Regions from separate parts of the Mus musculus genome. Here region 1 is linked to region 2. A link is a contact called in public HiChIP or PLAC-seq data. All regions are on one chromosome and are shown on one strand. The core of a region is the stretch at or near the end of the contact, and the rest is flanking DNA. Distances in the headings are between cores, read along the strand shown.

Evidence for each region. HiChIP or PLAC-seq counts read pairs in DNA pulled down with a chosen protein or histone mark.
Region 1: an H3K27ac HiChIP or PLAC-seq map of microglia shows a contact between it and region 2, with 3 times the contacts expected there. The contact joins the enhancer-like site here to the promoter of Accs in region 2. A contact is called at or near these places in 1 of 39 promoter capture datasets (macrophages), 1 of 484 Hi-C or Micro-C datasets (the F1.1 cell line), 3 of 115 datasets of contacts at active chromatin or transcription factors (bone marrow-derived macrophages, embryonic stem cells and microglia) and 2 of 9 other capture datasets (adipose tissue and pancreatic islet).

The regions. Positions count from the first base shown.
Region 1 is chr2:93,906,601-93,909,300 of GRCm38.p6, reverse strand. It overlaps a transcript of Accsl not described here. Among named protein-coding and RNA genes, the nearest start is that of Gm39884, 34 kb to the left of the region's middle. Within about 2 kb of position 1,275, at least 76 of the 459 cell types and tissues checked have an H3K27ac peak or open chromatin away from gene starts, as enhancers often do. A contact at or near this core is called in microglia, where this site is marked.
Region 2 is chr2:93,848,676-93,851,375 of GRCm38.p6, reverse strand. Accs (1-aminocyclopropane-1-carboxylate synthase (non-functional)) reads left to right here and starts at 1,433. Exons shown (of 15, transcript NM_001290782.1): 1 at 1,433-1,611.

The DNA of each region.
Region 1 (2,700 bases), core at 26-2,525, 58 kb before region 2:
TTTGTTTTTAAAACTTCAAGGGATTGGCCACATTGCATGCAACTCCCCATTTGCCAAATGGGGAAACTGAGGCTCCAGAGCTGCCCAATGAAGTGCAGTGAATGCTTTTCATTAGGGCAAGGGTTCTCAACCTGTGGGTTTCAGCCCCTTATGAACAACCCTTTTGTTGGGATCGCATATCAGGTATCCTGCCAGATATTTACATTAAGATTCATAACACCATCAACATTACAGTTGTGAAGTAGCCATGAAAATGATTTTTAATGGTTGGGGGTCACCACAACATGGGGAGCTGTACTAAAGGGTCACAGCATTAGAAAGGTTCAGAACTTCTGCATTAGGTCTTAAATAATCAGGAACAGAAAGTGCCTGTAGCATGGAATATGCTTGAACCTGGAAGTCTCAAGACAGGAGGCTAAGCCTCTAGGGACTCCCATTCAAAGGCTGGGGAGGGCTGTGTGTTCAAGTTCACTCCTTATGTGACCTGGGTGCCCTGGGACTAGCCCTGTGCTCTCCTTGGGCAAAGGTTACAATAGCTATCAATCACCATTCACTCTCAGCTCCAGGCTGTCCCCTGTCCCTTTCCCAATTCACCCATCAGGACCTTAATCCCCATCCCCATCTCTACCCTGAAAGATTGTGGGATTGGGAGGCAGGGCCTTTAGGACCTGATTATGTTAGGGGTGGAGCTTGCGAGCAGAGCACTGTCTTTACAGGATGCTCAAGAGACCCATCAGCCCTGCTTCCACAATCCGAGGTCTCCAGAGAAGACCCCCCATCTATGTAGGGCAGAAAGCAGGTCCTATCCAGGTGCTGGCGCCAGGATCTCAGGCTTGCAGCCTCCAGGACTGGGAGGAACAGCTTTATGTTGTTTACGGCACCAGCCTGTGGTGTTTTCTTAAGCAGCCTGGGTGGAGAAAGGCAGAGTTCTTCTTCTTAGATGCTTTACTGTGGTTTATTTTAAATGCAGTGTCCTTGTGGAGCAGGTGACGGGAGGCCTGTGGTCCCCTCCTTGCTGCGCAAGCACCTCTCTGACACTTTTCTGCTTCAGTGTGCCACCCAGGGCGAACTGAAGCATCCTTCAAGTTAGCAGAGGCAAAGTGTTGTTGCAAACAGAAGCTGGCTGTGAGAGGAGGTTCCAGCTAATGATTTAAGCCTGGGGCTGCATTTCCTGGCAGGAAGCTGGGAAGCCTGAGCAACAGAGGTAGGAAAGAGCAGTCCCAGGATGGAGTCTCCCAGGGGGACCAGCAGGCAGGCCCTGGAGCTGGCTGTGAACATCACTCTGGTTCCGGCTTCTGAGCATATTGCTTGCTCATAAATACTTATGAGCTGCCCACAGGCCCAGCACTGAGCATTCTCTTGCTGAGAACAGAGCCAGGAGCCTAGAATCTGGGTACCTGCCCTCCAGCACCTCGGTGTGGTAGGAAAGCCCACAGTAACCAAGAGAGGCATATGTAAATGTGATGGCCGTGGTTGTTAACTGCCCACTTAGCCAGACCCTTGGGCAACACAGGTCTGTCCAGCCTTGGCTTGCCTGAGGCTGGCTGCTGGCTTCATTTCACTTTCTACAGTCTTGGGAAAGGCAGCCACACAGCTATTAACATAGGACAACTGGAGTCATTCTGCATTCCTCTCTTAACACTCACTGACTCCTCTGCTGAGCCGGTCGCCCTAACCAGCCCAGACTCTCTTCAGATAGTCTGGTTCGAGCTGCCATCAACACATCTTCCTGCCTCCATCTCTCATCCCGCCAGAGTTCACCCTTTTATCCAGAGGAAAGCCTAATCTTAAGGCATAGAAATCCTCATGCTACCTTTGTCTGGCTTTGTGGTACTTCCAAGACATGATCTGTGTTCCAGTCAAAAGGAAACTGGTGTTGTCTGGCCTGACAGGTCTCTCCCAGGGTGAATGACAGTATTCCCTGCCTTCCCCCACCTCTCCCCACCCCCACCACCCCTGAGACTTCCTTATTCTTTCTTATTTTCTTGGCTCAGCCTAAATGTCACCTGCTCAGAGCCAGGGACCACCACCCATCCTTCTGTCTACCAGATGCACCTCAGCACAGCTTGCCTTTGCCATGTAGATAACTCAACTGGTATCCTATATATCCTTTGTTTGCATGTTGGCTGGGCCTCTCCCTGTTAAGTGCAGAAACCTGTCTAGGTCTGCAGTGTGGATTCATTTCATGGTATGCATGACAAGCCTCTGTGGCTGTGGCAGTGTGTTTCCTCACTGTCCTAAAAGATGAGAAAATGAGAGCTCTCTAGGAAAATATAGCCATGCCATGGCATGGCTGAGCCTGGGACAATTGATTGCATATCCCTGAATGCCTGTAGGGATGCACCCAGCAGGAGTTCCCTTCCTTTCCGAGCCTACCCAGGCACTGATTTCTATACCTAAGGCCTGTGGGACTTTCTGAGAATCTGGGAGCAGACGGTGTTGTTGGGCGAGGTGAATGTGGGTTCAGTTAGCCTCCCATTGTTTAGCTTTGCTCTGGGCCTCTCTGTCTGTCCTTCTGTGAATTGGGAGTCAGGGCTGGATGAGATGTGGTGTCTGGGTCCCTGTTGTGGCTGATCCTGGCTGTGGGGAAGGACTACAGGTGCCCAGCCCAGAGGCTGCCTGCTACTGATTCCACTGCTGCCAGCAAAGGCCTGTGAAAGGTTTTCTGCTGGCCTGCTGTCAGTTCCAGATGCAGCTGGC
Region 2 (2,700 bases), core at 184-2,683:
ATCACCTCTTATACCATGCTTAATTTCCAAGTGAAAAAAATGAGGTCATGACTATGCCTAACATGATGTAACCATCTCATGTACAGCCGTAAACACGGTATGTATTTTAGAACAGGTGGCAATATTCCCTTGAGGGGCATTCTTTGAGTATCTCATAACTTAAATATGACAACCACTGATATTATCTTAATTTGATGTTAGCATTACATGATAAGGGATTTGACAAAAGAAAACAAATATCTGTACAAACACAGTCTTAACACAATGTGACAGAAACGGTCACGTCGATCACAATCCTCACTTCAGCAGTTGGTTTGAGCTGGTGTGTATAACTACCTTCCTCTCCTACTCTTCTGTATTTCCTCTGTCCTTAGTAAGCACCTCAATAGGTCTTGGTGTTTTTCTTGGAAGAGTGACCCATACCAAGGACATTTATAAAAAGGAGCATTTACCTAGGGGCTTGCTTACAGATCCAGAGGGGAGTGCAGTGACAGGCAGGCATGGTGCTGCAGCAGTGGCTAAGAACTTACATGATCCTCAGGCGGAAGGCAGAGAAAGAGACGGGGCGTGGCTTTTGAAACCTCAAAGGCCACACATTTGCCAACAAAAGCACACTTTATAATTCTTAAACAGTCCACCAAACGGGAACCAAATATTCAAAAACATAAGCCTGGGGGCGGGCATTCTCATCCAAACCACCACAACTTCTGTGACAGATTGGAACTACGGAGGCATGCTACCTTGTCAACTTAGCCATCACTGGCGCGCAGTGTCTCCTGTGTGAGCATAGCCACTGTTAAACTACCTAGATTATGCTCCTGACTCTGGGAGGCTTATAGGTGGCAGTATTATATTTGCATAGATCGTTATCTATCGGTCTGAGCCTCCTGGTCTGTGTTTGACAAGAGGTTGTTTCCTAGCATAACTATAAGAGGTGGAGTTATTCGATTTGGTATTTGCACTCAATTTGGCATGCCTCTGCAGGCACACAGTGAAAACGACTTACAACTTCTCGTTGCTTTCTTGCATTTTTTTCTAGTACCTGGAATTGAAGTTTTTCCTTTGTCTCCTCACATCTCTAAAAATCTATTTAGTATAGACTGGAATTCAAAGAAGTCCCCCTTTGAGAGCTATTCATTCCTGGGTGTTCCCATGGCCATATGAATATACATATACATGTCGATACTTTTCTATATTTCTTTTGTAAATCTTTTTTTTCCGGGCCTTGAGAGAAGCCTTTACAAATAGATGGCGGGGAGATCTCATGCTTAGGTAATGCCCAGGAAGATTGGTGTTTCAGCGGCTCTGAGCAAGTGTGTCCGAAAAGCTAGAGGTATCTGAGCTCAGCCAATGAGAGAAGGAATGGAGTGGGCGTGGCCTTGTCTTAACCAAGATCCTCCACCCCTCTGTTTCTTTCCCATTTCTAAGTTCGGACTCCAGTTTCTGGCAGACAGGGAAGTGCTGAAGACCGGAGCTTCCTCTTCTGTGACCAGGAGTCAGGGCACAGACTCCTTCCCTGTGTTCCCGCCAGATCGCCAGGGGGCAGGCTGCTCCGGTATCACGGAAGTCCGATCCGGAGAATATCGCGCGCGTGAAAACCCAAGGTCCAAAGTAGGTGCTGTATCCGCCACAGTGCACCGAAGGGGCCGGGTTCGCTCCGCGGTGCTCTTGATCGCTTCCTGCCCTTAGGTCTGGAAGTCTCTGAGGCCCGGAAACCCCTGGCGGGCCCTGCAGACCATTCTGTCTTTGTTGTCTTGGTTGGGCTGGTGAGATCACTAGGCCTGATTGACTACAGCGCCTTGAGCTCCTGCTGGGTTCTGGCTGCATTTAGGTCTGTACCGCGTTGTCCACAGCCCGAGCATTTGGTGATGTTTTTCCTCGGATCTAGGCTATCGGTGGAGCAGGCGTGTGCTTTGCTGAGTCCCGCCACCTTGGGGAGGACCCCAAGATTTGCAAAACAAAAGTAAACTGCGGGAGGGGAGGGCATTTTCTGTGTCCCCATCAACCATCTACCAAGTAAGACTTGTACCTTGAGACAGGGAAATCAGAGAGCATTTGTGATAGAGTGATTCATATTTTAGACTTTTGGCCACTAGCCAGAGTTTGGTATGAGTGCTTTATCGCCCTCAGGTCCTCACTGTTATTCTTTGAGATGGTTATTGGTCCACCAGAGCGCAGGTGCGGCATGACAGAGGAATCCTTAGGAGGCTCCTACATTTTGGTAGGCAGGAGACCCTCCTCTGCGGCCCTTGTGTCCTTTGTGAGTAGAGACAGGATCCAGGAGTGCCTGCACTTGTAACTCCTACTCCCCTTTCACCCCCACCCCCACTTCCCACCACCTTCTGCTCCTATCCACCCATCACACAAGAAGTCCAGAACTGTAGCAGTGATCTGCTTGGGAAATAGCCTGGTGTTCTGAAACTGAGGTGAGCAAGCAGGGGGAAAGATTGTTGGTGATCCCTGAGGCTGCCGAAAGGAGAAACAAATGCAGAAATGCTGCAAGCTAAAGCCACAGTAGATTAGCTTCGTTTCTATGTAGCCAGCCTGGTGTGGTGCTCACAGGTCCTCAACAGATTGTGTTTGTTGAAGTGTTTAACTGGATAAGGACACAAGGGATGATACACAGCTTGCAAGAAGAGGCAGATATCTTAGTTCCAGCTACTAGGGAGGCTGAGAAAAGAGGATCACCTGAGGACAAGA